Linked DNA regions of Rattus norvegicus: region 2 is linked to region 1. Evidence: chromatin contacts called from public Hi-C data. All regions are on one chromosome and are shown on one strand. Each heading gives the region's core, a stretch centred on a gene start, on an enhancer-like site or on the middle of the called end of the contact. The rest is flanking DNA. Distances are from core to core; before and after follow the strand shown.

What was found. Hi-C and Micro-C count contacts between places; a contact is called where the count stands out from the background.
Region 2: a contact with region 1 is called in a Hi-C map of liver, with 1.8 times the contacts expected there. The contact joins the promoter of Aldh1a1 here to the enhancer-like site in region 1. A contact is called at or near these places in 3 of 12 Hi-C or Micro-C datasets (kidney and liver).

Annotation. Positions count from the first base shown.
Region 1 is chr1:227,450,741-227,457,590 of GRCr8, reverse strand. It overlaps a transcript of Aldh1a1 not described here. Among named protein-coding and RNA genes, the nearest start is that of Aldh1a1, 83 kb to the left of the region's middle. Within about 2 kb of position 3,335, at least 7 of the 93 cell types and tissues checked have an H3K27ac peak or open chromatin away from gene starts, as enhancers often do. A contact at or near this core is called in liver, where this site is marked.
Region 2 is chr1:227,534,673-227,541,449 of GRCr8, reverse strand. It overlaps Aldh1a1 (aldehyde dehydrogenase 1 family, member A1), which reads right to left and starts at 3,830. Exons shown (of 13, transcript NM_022407.3): 1 at 3,737-3,830. The coding sequence starts at 3,802.

The sequences.
Region 1 (6,850 bases), core at 2,086-4,585:
GTTTTTTAATACCTAACTTCTAGGATCTCTTTATTAAAAGACAATGGAAAGATCCAGAAAACAACTACTTAAATATTTAAAATGCTGAAGACATTCTGGCTGAATATGAATTAATATAGTGAGCCCACAGTGAGTAAAAGTATATTTACAGAAGGTCTACATAAAAACCTGCCTTTTGGACAAGGCAGATAAATGGGTGGGTGAACTGAGCCCCATGTAGGCATGAAGACCTGAGTTTGGATACTCAGAACCCACAGAGAAATCTGGGCATGAAAGTGCACTTCTGTAACCCGGATGCAGTGGAGGAGAGCTAGAAAGATCCTTGGAGCTAACAGAATGGCCAGCCTCGTTAAACTAGTGAGTTCCATGTTCAGGGAGAGACACTGTCTAAAAAAATAAGGTGGAGAGTTATTGGGGTAATACATATGACTTTAACCTCTAACCTGCATACACATGTCCCACATATTTACACAAAACCTTATCCTAGTTCATATGAATATACATGAGCACATGCACACAGGTATCTCTCTCTCACACACAAACAAAATCTCTATTAAGGTTATCATAGGCTAATATAAAGAGGCTTACAATATTCTGGATTTGAAGAAATATGCAATATTTCTTTTAGAAATGAGGAAAAATATGGTACTATGCCAGTATTTAGCATTCACAACTTATTGCCATGACCTGGCAAGTAAAAGAACATTAAAGTTTGAGACTACATTTGTTGTGAATAGGATCCAATAACATCATCAGTTTATGATCAGTTGTAATCATCTCAAAAACTTCTTTCTAAATTTGGTTTTGGTTCCAATATTTGTGACCTTTACAGAGTTAGATACTGAACCCTATGGTCCAGGAGGGGGGCTGTGAGAGATGCCCTAATACAAGGCCTCCGAGAGCTAGTTTGAGATATTTCTTGTGTGAGAATATAGCATTTGTTTCTTTTAATATCTGAGGATGCAGAGTAAGTCCCCTTTAGACTGTGAATCTGCTATTGCTATACTGTTAAAGCTCCCTGGCTTCAGGACTTTGAGAAAGTACTTCTGCTGTTTGTAAATTACCCACTCTGCACTACTGTGTTATATAAAAAAAAAGCAGGCTATGACAGCTGAGTTTTCTAAGCATGTGACATTACCATTTTTTCAAACTTCTGATGTATAAGACAGCACATCTGGGAAGGAAAGAAATGCTGTGGACTTGATAGGAGACTGGTGATGAGGCTCCAGCTTGAATAACTCTCTACCATTGCAAACACAAGGCCATGAGAACTTCCTTTCAGATATGTCTTAGGATATCTGCTTTCCAAATCCTATTAGCACATCACAAAGCCATGGAAAGACCGCACAGAAGTGTTTTATTTAAGATACGACACTTGAATCTCAGTTTACAACCACCATCCATCACCAAACTCCTGGCACAGGGGTAAATAAGACTTCAAATGATTGTAACCCATGAGCTTTCAGTCTTCCTGCTGGTCTCCAAACACCACAGAATTGAGAAAAGACAACATCGTATCTTGGCAAATTTCTAAAATAGACCGAGACAGATAACAAACTATGTTGCCCTTTAAACTACTGAGTTTTGCAAAAACTCATGGTGCAATTTAAACCCAGATTAGAAAACTATTGTAACTGATTGTTGACCTGGGTAGAGGTTGCTTTCTGGGTATAATCATCAATCAGGAAAATACCCTGGGGACTCACAAGTTATGAGGATACAAATAAGAGCATTAGTGCATTTATGTAACTGTTTGTGATATTTATGTGTTGGGGGATATCTGCATTTTCTTTCCTTAAATAGAAAACTGACTAGTATGGAATATTTGTACTGAAATACATTTATTTTCTAACGAGGAAAGGGTAGTCGTGTGTGTGTGTGTGTGTGTGTGTGTGTGTGTGAGAGAGAGAGAGAGAGAGAGAGAGAGAGAGAGAGAGAGAGAGAGAGAGAGATTATTCATGAGAAAGGTATGTGAGAAGGCAGGAAGTAAGAAATTATGAACACTAGCTGCAGGCAGAAGGAAATTCTCACCCATGAGATCTAAAGGATTTTTTTTAATGTAAAATGAATATGTCTTCCTGATAGTTTTAGTTTATCTTCATTAATGTTAGAAACTAATTACTAAAAAAGGAAGTTCTAAAAGTATGGGGAAATGATGAAAAGAACTTACTAGGGCAAAGCAAAAGAGATACAGAAGTGCTGAAGATGAGGTTCTTCTTGTATTCTGAGTCCTGTTATCACTAAGGGATTTTGGTTCTCAGACATACATTTCTAATTCTTTCTCTCTCTCAATCTTTCTCCCAATATCTCTATCACTCTGTCTCTTTATGATTATGAAACATATGATAATATTTACATGTCTGTAGCTTATTTGCTTTAATTAAGCTGTAAAATCTGATCTTATAAAAACTCATAATGGTGTAGCCCTTTAGCTTGCTTTAGTCGAGGTGTTGGTCATGGCTTCACCTGGAGACAAATTACTGCCTTTGCATAGCCTTCGATAAGATCAAAGCCTTTTCACAGAACGAAGTACAAAGTGATTTTCTGGAACACTCTGTCTTTTGGTCTTCACTGATCCCAGAAGAATTTGGGCAATTCACAGCGCTTCCTGCTCTTGTTAGGCATGCAACTCCTGTTATCAAAAAATCCACTACATTAATATAAAATCCCAATTGAACAGAAGGCACCAGCCTGTGCTTGCTACGTTCTTCAGGCTGCAGCTTCCTCTTGGCTCCTTCTCTGTAGTCTTTCAATGTGTCATGCCAGTTTCATTGGCAGATTTGCCCTTTCTCAAAATATAGTTGTTGATTTCTTTTGTTGCAAAGGGATAGATGATCTTGGCAAAATTATTCAAACTATGTAAAGAGACCATGGATTTTGCAAGGAGCTTTGAAAGCCCCTGTGCTTTTCTTCTCCTCGTTGTGGTTATAATATTGAGTTGCAGGCCGAAGAATGCCAGGCATTTCTCAGTAAAGGATGTTATTTACCTGAGTTCATAATTCAGTAACACAATATGACTCTGAAACTAGGACAAGATGAAAAAGGAAAATCAAAATGTTCTTAGAATTCTGCTATCTACACATTGCCATCCATCTGCCTAGAGTGTGTTGGCTTGTACACTTAGACTTAGGTAACAGACTTGGCGTGGAAAGCCTCCTGAATACCCTGGCTCCTCACTGAGGTGACTCACTCAAAGAAGGACAGCTCTTTCTAAAATCCAGGAGCTAGTCCCATACCTTCATACTGTGAAAGGCTTGCATGGTACTGGCAGCTAGACTATAGCGTTTCCCTTCTGAACATAATCCAGGAAAAGACAAGTGCACACAAAGCACTATGACTTTGATGGAACAAACCAACAACCCAGAATCCTCTGCAATCATGTCCCGGTAAACAAAAGCAAGCACATTACTCCAACCACAAAAAGGGACCAAATAACTTTTCACTAATTCCAACTTTGGCTGCGTTCCATTTTTTTCCTACTGCCTGGATAATGATTGATAAATGGTCTAATCACAGAGTTGCTCTGGCTTCCTGATCACAGCAGTCAATTCAGAACAAAAGCACTGCCTCTTTGAAATCTACTCAGTGTTGCTAAATGTAAACTCCAAATCCTCAAAGCCCATTTTTTTTGGTGACTCCTTTTTGTGTGTTCCTTTGCTCTGTCATAGCTTGGAGTTGATGGTTTCATTCATTAGAACAAGTGGGTAAAAGCAAGTCTGCCCTTTGCGGTACCAAAGATCTTCAACTGGAGTGATCTGATCCATCTATCGGTCCGAGCTCACCCTGTAAGGTAGCCATGTACAAAGGGCAAAGTCAGCAGCTGCAGACCTGAAGAGAGGTCTGAGGAGAGAGGGGAAAGAAAAAGACCACCAGAAAAAGCTTTTGAAGAAAGGATTTGAGAATTAATTGTCAAGAATCAGGAAGAACTGGAGAACAGAGGATAAACACCCATGCAATCTCACAATCCAGTCAATCAACTAGAATTTACCAAGAGTCAGATATGTGCCTGGCATGGAGGACCTAGGGCTGCAGTTATAGACACAGAAAACATTATTCCTTCAGCCACCTCAGTCTTCTGGTAGCAGATAGATAGTGAGAATGAAATTTGACCAAATAATTCCAGATTTAGAAAGTGTCACTGTACCTGGTGTTGTTCAGGAATGAGGGTCTGAGAAACCTTGTTAAAAAACAAACTAGTGATGATCCCTCTGGGAAAAAGACTATAAGAGCTGAAGAACGAGAGCTGAGCAGAGAAGAGTGGGGAGCATCAGGAGCATAGAAGTATATCCATGAATTTATCAAGACTTCCCACTGACATAGACAAGAGAAAGCACTTCGTAACAGGATCTACTAGGTGAGAGGTTTCCTGAGACTAAACCAGGCAAATACTATGATAAACTGTACATCAATATCCCTGCTAAGCACTATGCAATTAGCATCCAATTACTAATATAAGGAGAATGGCTCAGTCAAAGAATTATAAACCACTGCGATTGGTTGTCAATTGACAAACCATCAACTCCAGATTCATTAATGGATTCATCATTTTTGTCATAGGTTGGAGTTGATGATCTCCTTTATTAAACCCAGTTGATAAAAGCAACTGTGATCTATTGAAGTACTCAAGATCTTTGACTGGAGTGATTCGATCCATCTATTGATGAACTCAGCGTGTAATGTATCCATGTGCAAAGGACATAGTCAACAGTAGCATTTCAACATATTGAATCATTCGACAATAATGATTCAACATATAAAAACAATCAACATGATACACCATATTAACGAAATGAAAAAGAAACCTGATGGGCCATGTGAGTTGGTATGGAAACTGCATTTAACTCGTGTTTATGCTTTCTTGTGCTAAAACTATCCACAGACTAAAAAATAGGAAAATAAATCAATATGTTAACATTATATATGTGAACCCTCCAACTGTCAAGACATTCACTAGTGAAAGACTGAAAATTCTCTCACCAAGATGAGGAACAAAATAAGCATAACTATTTTAGTCCTAGCTAGCTATCAGAGTAAATTTTCTTTCAAGAGGCAAGGGGAAAGCCTCTAAATTCCAGCGACTGAAGAATGGACTATTAACATGTATTATTGTGCGTGCAAAAACTAATCTACAGTCTACCCTAAAGCTATTAGAAGTAATCATAAATTCAGTTTGTAGCAGAATAGGAAGTCATCAAGAAAAATAAGCTACATTCCTGTGTATGGACAGATAATAAGCTTAAGAAAGTAATTTAATATGAGATAGCATCAACAACAAAATAATGTAAGAACAAACCTAACAAAATATACCAGATCTGTGTGCTAAAAAATAACAAAAGAATTTTGATGGTTAAAAACTAAAGAAAACACAAATGGAGAGGCAATCCATGTAAACTCAAGCTACGTCAAACACTTACATGTAAGAGTTGTGTGAGTGTGTGTGTGTGTGTATGTATGTGAGTGTATGTGTGTATATGTGTGTGTGTGAGTGTGTGTATGTGTGTGTGAGTGTGTGTGTATGTGTGTGAGTGTGTGTGTATGTGTGTGTATGTGTGTGAGTGTGTGAGTGTGTTTGTGTGTGAGTGTGTGTGAGTGTGAGTGTGTGTGAGTGTGTGTATGTGTGTATGTGTATGTGTATGTGATGTGTGTGTGTGAGTGTGTGTATGTGTGAGTGTGTTTGTGTGTGTGAGTGTGTGTGAGTGTGAGTGTGTGTGAGTGTGTGTATGTGTGTGTATGTGTATGTGTGTGTGATGTGTGTGTGTGAGTGTGTGTATGTGTGTGAGTGTGTTAGTGTGTGTGAGTGTGTGTGTGTGTGAGTGTGTGTATGTGTGTGTATGTGTGTGTGAGTGTGTGTGTATGTGTGTGTATGTGTGTGAGTGTGTTAGTGTGTGTGAGTGTGTGAGTGTGTGTGTGTATGTGTGTGTGAGTGTGTGTGTGAGTGTGTGTATGTGTGTGAGTGTGTGTGTATGTGTATGTGTGTATGTGTGTGTATGTGTATGTGTGTGAGTGTGTGTGTGTATGTGTGTGTGAGTGTGTTGAGTGTGTTAGTGTGTGTGTAAGTGTGTGTATATGTGTGTGTATGTGTGTGAGAGTGTGTGTATATGTGTGTGTATGTGTGTGTGAGAGTGTGTGAGTGTGTGAGTGAGTGTGTGTATTGGGAGGAAATCTCATGAGACTGGATTGAGTAATAATTTTTTCTTACGATGACATATCAGGGTACAGAAGAAAATGTAAATTGTCCGTGTTGTTCTAGAATAGTTGGTTTTGGTGCTGATGATGGTGGTAGGTATTTTCTGTTGATCTCATGTATTTATTAGATATAAGTCCATCCAAGCAGTTTTATATCTTCATGGTTTAGTTTAAATGACACTCTACTTTTAGGAATGTCTGTCGTTACATTTAGATTATCAAACATTTTGACATGTGTAACATATACCATTTTGCAGTGTTTTTATATCCAAGTCGTCACCATTTTTAAATTATTTCCCTATTGGCTGCTGAGTTTCCTGTACAGATGGACAGGCCAATGACACTGTACCTAAACTTAGTTGCCGCCATCCTAACACTGGGTACACACCCACTCTGAAGAAATGGATCCCCACTGACAACATTTTAGAGCAGAGAGTTGGTGTAGAGAAACAAATTAATTTTTTAAGAAGTATCCAGGGTAAGGGTAGTCTTCCATATCATATATGAAATGAAAGCAGTACTGTCGGAGCAGTCATTGAAGACGCCACACAGCTGTAGGGAAAATAGTGTCACTTACTAAGGCAAGGGTTCTGGAAAGAACACTGTTTTCGTATTTATTTTTTGTCAAATATTTGAGTTTTATTTGAATATGTTAATTCTGAAG
Region 2 (6,777 bases), core at 2,581-5,080, 83 kb before region 1:
ACACACACAAAGAGAGAGAAAGAGAGAGAGAGAGAGAGAGAGAGAGAGAGAGAGAGAGAGAGAGAGAGATGAGGGAGAGACAAAGAGGCAGAGAGATACAGATTAATGAAACCAGACATCTAAGAACACAATCACCAGCTGTAACTAAAATTTAACCCAGAGGACTTGAAGTAATGCAGTTCACATGGGAAGTGTGCACTACCTGTGTCTCAACTTCTTCCTCACAGTCTCTCCCAACCCAGATCTTTGTACTTTCAGTTCAGTGAACAAAATTGCCTTCTCTATTCTCTTGGTTCTCTAAGAACTGGCCAATATCTTCCGATGGCCTGAGAGAATCATCCGGAACAGTTCAGTCATCATCCTCCAGGATTCAGGAATTGGCAAGTAAAAGTCAGGGTGAAAACTAAATAGCATGTAAATTCTATGTCCCTAAGTCATGGCGGAGGCCATGTTAGTAATCGGTGACAGGTAGCCACCATTCAAGGTCTAGAATTGTCACTTACAAGCTGTGCAAATTTACGTTACTTGGCTCCTTTGTTCCCTCATCTAAATAAAAGAAAGCGGAGCTCCAATAAGGTTGCTATGAGTCAATAAATGAAATTATTGTAAAACTCTTTGGTTGTAATTATTTACTGTGCTTAATAAACATCACTAGGAATGCAAATGTCTTCTGTGCATGAAAGAAGTATAAATTAAGGAGTTAAATTCAATAATCATCCTAAGTATTAATGATCTGAACCTTTGTGGAAAAATTTTTCTTCTTGAATTTCTTAATTTTCTACTTCTAAAGCAAGGCATGTGAAATGAGAAAGAAAAATTGGAGTGAGAAAAATCCTACAAGAGAAAATTCTTCGGACCCAGGAAGCCTGGGTAATCCTTGGAACTTTACCCTGGTCCTCAGGTGGAGCAATGCCACTAAGACAGACTGACAGGAAAAGTACGGGAAAATGAGAGATTGACCCCGTGGGAACAGAACTCTGAAAGGATTCAAAGAAATACACAGGACAAGACTGCTCATATTAGACACTCCCCAGGAGCTAGGGCCTGCCTCAACTGCTTCTTACCAAGTAAACATGGAGACAGTTTGCACCTCCTTAGGAAATGGGACTCTTCCTCATCCTGTATCAACTGGAAGAAGGCAGAGGCAGGTTGAGGAGCTAGTGTTGGCAAGGGGTCCTATAACTTCCAGAGGAGCTCTTCTTGCAAAAGCTCCTTAGCAAGACTGGAGCTTATATGTGGCATTTACTCAGAACTCATGATGAAGAGAGGGATGTGATGGGGGCTTTTGCATTGCCTTACAAGATAATTTATCTACAGCATCAAAGAGGAACTAAACTGGAGAATAAGTCTTAAAAAGATTCATCGATTACTGCCTTGGTTGGAGAGCAACACTTCAAAGGTTAAGATTATGCAGACATTTGACTATAGTTATTAATCTTTTCATTTTAGTTATTAATTGTTTATTTTCTCTATCCCCTAGACCAAAACACCAACTTGTTTTCCACAATAATGAAATTTAAAAACTCAGTAGGGAAAAAAAAACCTACAGAAACTGAGACCTTTATCAGAAAAGGTAAGTTGACAAATACTTAAATCCCTGACTTTTGTGGTTTGCATCCAGAAGCTGAGTTAACAGCCATTGCTTTCAAGCCATCTAGGGAGTATGAATTCAATACTGTTCTTCAGTGGGACCCAGTAAAAGGAACGTTCACCAGCATAGAGAAAGCTCCCCACTGAGATTTAATTGCATACATAACTGGTGTCCTCCCAAGTGTGAAAATGCTGTAGCCAGCACATTAAACAGTATAGTATTTACCGAGTAGAGCAGACATATATAGAAGATGGGCAGAATATCAAAACCCACCGAGTGGCATTGTTTATTATTAACTAGAGAAGTATGTGAAGCCCAAAGAAATCCATTCTCAACTCTGAAATACTTCAGTCCATCATCCAATGTCTTTGAACTGAAGAGGTTTCAATCTGCAAACATCTGTCTGTGTTAAGGGATTACTGGTCCTGTGTTTGTACAGGGACTTAGAGGAATCCCTCCTTTTTCAAGTACTTTCATTGGCATATTTCCTTAATAAGTATTAAATTAAATTTGACTCAGTGGGGAAATAGTTAACTTTAAAAGTGTCTTTGAGAGTCACATACACACAAACACCAAAGCTCAGCAAAATTTGTAAAGGATAGAAATAACAAATACCAAGTAAGCTAAGAATGGTGGGGCATTCCAACTACCCAAGTTCATTTCCAGTTGGGACCATATAAATGAAACTCTTCTTGGTTATTAAAATGTAATGATAGAAGCATGGGCAATAATTCCAATCTTCAGAAAACACTGGATGTACATTCAGATTTTGTCAGGAATCTTTCCCAAATGAGAAGTGAGGCAGGGGGTTTCACATTTGGTTTGCACATACTTTTTATATCTGTGAGCTGTTGGAGGGAGATTGAGGGGGGCAGGGAAGAAAAGGAGAGCAAGAAGAAAAAGAAGACCTAAATCAAAAGGCATTTTCATTTTCATTCTTCTCAAAACTTGGGAAATGAGGCTTACTGTATTTCTAGCTGCTCCTCTCTGCAGGCCTTGTCCTAAGGCAAGAGCCCATAAGCCAGACAGCACCCTCACCTCAGGTGCTTAGAAAATGCAAAAGGCTTCAGGGTTTCTTAGCCATACAAGTGTGTGCATAAGGAAGATGGCGTTTGGCCCCTAGAACACTAGGTTAACACTCTTGGTTTTCATTAGCAAAAGTAGAGGTCAATATAGCTTTCCCCAGAGTTGAAAATTCATCTTACTTTACTCTCTGCATTATACAACCTGGCTAATTTTAAGTGACTGTGTTTTTGTGTGTGAGAGAGAGAGGGGGGGGACTGGTAGAGACAGACAGAGATGGAGAGGGAGAGACATACAGACATACAGAGAGGGAGAGACAGGTGAAGAGGGAAAGGGAGAGGGAGAGGGAGAGAGAATTTCTTCATTCTCCAACCCTAGGATGTGTGATAAACTAAGCATGAAACTACAGGGGAGGAAAAAATTTGGAGAGCATCTCAGGACAACCCAAGCCTGATCCTTTTCTGACTCTCCCTGCCTGAACAATTTGAAGTCTTTGGGTCTCTAAATATTTGTCAGCTAACAATCGCATGTGTTCTCCAACAGGAGCAAACTTTCCTGGAGAAATAAATGAATGCAGTTTCTATCTCAAAATAAATAACTCAAGTGCATTTGGAGGTTTGGCAATAGCTTCCATGTGATGCTCAGAGTCAAGTCGTCCAACCTTAACACTGTGTTAGCAAACATATGGTCATGTAATACTGTTTCAGTGTGCTATTTCTCCTTTAAGAAGAATGGAAGGAAGGTTGGAAGAAAGGTAAGAAGGAAGGAAGAAAATCAAGGAATGAAAAAGAACATTCCTACATGTCTGTTTCCTTATAGTAAGTCCCCCTGTTTGTCTGCCTTACCATAAGTTCCCCCTGCACAGTTAATAGAACTGCTCACTATGGTTCACCGAACTCTGGCACAGGAGCCTTGAACACAGAAGAAAATCCTTCCCTTGGACCCATGTCAAGAGAAAAACTTATGAGAAGCTCTCTGATGTGTTTAGAACTCACCCGGAATCAGGCCACTAATGATACAAGGTTTTTTGTCTTCTTGTTTGCAAAGAGCTCTTACAGAGGCTTCAATTGACCTGGGCTTTAACCAGGCCCCCAGGTAAAGCCCTGTTCACAAGTGACTCACCTTGGTGTGTTGAATCTTCAAGTTGGCCAGTGGGGCAGGAACTGCAGGCTGTGCAGGGGAAGACATTGCTGGTTTGGCTCCTGGAACACAGGTGACAGGCTCAGCAAATTGGTTCTGAAAGAGCATTTGCTCCTTTTTATCTGCCTGCACTAAGGGTCATTTGCATATCGGCATATGATTGGATGGCCAGACTCAGGGCAGGGCAGGAAGGGCACTACTCACTTGTAACACCTAGGGGCAGGGAGCCTTTGCCTTTAAATGTAAATCCTTAAGGACCCTGCACCTTAGCTCCAAAGTTCCAGCTGGAGACTGCTCACTATTTACAGATGAATTAATTTACCAAGCCAAACCTGTGCTAAGGGTGTGTGTGCAGCTGCTCCAGACACTGGAAGCCAGTTCTTTTTTGTTTTCTTGCCTTTTCCTGCTTGTTAGGCTACTGTGTAACTTTTTCTGCTCACACAGACTGGGGAACAAAGACATTGCAATGATGAAATATCTACCCCTGTTCTCACTCTCCCCAGGAGCTGAGGAGGAGAGGACTATGAATCTGCCTGACATGGCTACCAGAGAATCCATCCTTATCCCAGCTGATCAGGGTACTGTTAGGGAGAAATGCTCTTTTCCTAGACTATCTTCCCCAACTGAAATAAAAGAAATTCCTACAAACTAATGTTATATTAGGAACTTCAAATTGTCTTTGTCCCTTCTATTTGGTGGGAACAGAAAACTGTGCAGGACTTTTGAGTCAGAGTTCCTTGTCACACGCAGACCCTCAGAGAACATTATGCCAAAGCCATCTGTGGAAATTCATTTAAAGTGAAAGTAATGTCTGATTTGAGAAGTGTCTGCACTTTTGAATCTTTAGTCTAGGCAGCATAGAAGGAAAGAATGTAAATATTGCCCCCTAAGAGTTTAAATTCGTAATGTTTTGAGCTGGGAACTTGGTAAAGGACGAACTTTAACTGTAGTGTTTTCATTTTGAATACAATGCTTCTCTGTGTTGATGCTCCTGCACAAGATATGGAAGGAACAAGATAACATTCTTAGGATGCTCTGGTTTATAAGAATTAGTGATAACGTCTTCGAAATGAAATTGCCACTTCCCCTGCACTCGGACTTAGCTAGGGGGAGGAACAGGAGCCTGGGGAATGTGTTTCTTTTCACCTTGACTGAGCTGCACATTTTCTAAAGACAGAGAGGAATACAGCTTATGGTCACAGACCTGGCAGGATAAGGCTGGAATTTCACCTCAGGCAAAGCACTCCGAGATATTAGTCTTCTTTTCCAGACCTGCCTTAATATCGATACTGTGATCCCCACCTAGGGTCATGTTTGGGATCTTCCATTCAGTAGTTATACACATGGAAGTTATGGTTCAACTTTCAGTCAACCTAACAGGAATAGCAAACTTTCTCTTACGAAGCAGACGGGAAACATTTTCATCTTCCTGGACATATCAATATCAACGCTGTTCGAATAAGTTCCATACTAATTAATATGTACAATAGACAACAGGCACATGAATGCTCATTTTTAAAGAAATTATATAGGTTAAAAATAGAGGCAAGCCAGATCCATGACATAGACTGTCTTTCTAGATTCAGCTGTCCTTGAATATCCTGCTCATCTTGCTCCAGTTGGAATAGGAACATTTATGTTCTTCAAATATTCTCTCTCTCTCTCTCTCTCTCTCTCTCTCTCTCTCTCTCTCTCTCCTTATTTTTTGGAAAAGAATGAATTGTTTTCTCTGTCATAGAAGCTTTTTGAGTTAAACGTGCAATGTCTCAACAGCTGTTACATAACACAGAGTGGCGCTCAGGCCAATTCCCAAACAGCTGTGTTTTGCAGATTCACAGTTGTTTGTGGATTCAAAATTGATTCATTTGATGCCTAGAAGGGAAAAAAAGACAGGCTGCACAACATACTTGACATACCATCTTCCTCTCTGAATGGGCACATCATTCATTGAATTTTCTTGGATAATTGTGTCTTAATGTGCTGTTCAAATGAAGCATTATGTGTGTAGCTCAAGGGAACCCAGGAGACAGTTCCCATGCCTGTACGTCTAATTTCCCAACAACTCCATCGGGCCTTCTTCAAACCCACTTTGTTGGCTGAGCTGATCTGTTCTTCCCTGAAATCACAAGCCTGACAGATGTATTTCTGAGGCTTATGTTTTAGAAAAGTTTGTTTCTGGAAATGGTTACACAAGTAACCTGTTTCTTTCCCTCTTTTCTTTAGAGATGAAAAAACAAAACAAAACAAAACACCAGCTTTTGGTAACATGAAGGATAGGAGTAGGCTTACTTCTAGACTGAAGTCAGAGTGTGGTTATTTTCATCATAGACCAGAGCTAGTAATTTAACATAGGGTCCTCAGGAGAGAATATGTCTTTATTTTCTTTTCTGCGACAAACTAAATTACACACACACACACACACACACACACACACACACGCACACGCACACACACAGGGAGAGAGAGACATAGATAGATAGATAGATAGATAGATAGATAGATAGATAGATAGATAGATAGATAGAGGATTAAAAAGATACTAAGTTAATAGTTACATGATTGCTTCCAAATCTTCATATAGCTGTCTTGCTTTTACATTTATTTTTCAATTAAAAATTATGTGCAAGTGTGGGAGGAAAGTATACACTCATGAATGTAGGCACATGAAGGAGGCCAGAAGAATGTCAGATCTCTCTGTGCTAGAGGTACAGGTGGTTGTTAAGTCAGCTGACATCGGAACTATGCATAGAGATCATCCTTTTGCCCGAGCGGAATGCACTGTTAGCCAGTGAGCCATCTCTTTAGCCTCTTGCACCGGTAAATGCAGAAACTACAACATCTGCCATCATGGAAACCAATCTCATCAAACTGTTCTTCTCTCCATGGCCCCATTCAGGATGAAGTGCCTGACGAGATAAAATGTCTTCCTTCCTGGAGCAGCTGAGTGTCTTCCTAATATGAACAATGCAAATTAAAATGAGTTGAGGTAACAAAAATTAACTGCGAGTCGAAATGAAATTTTC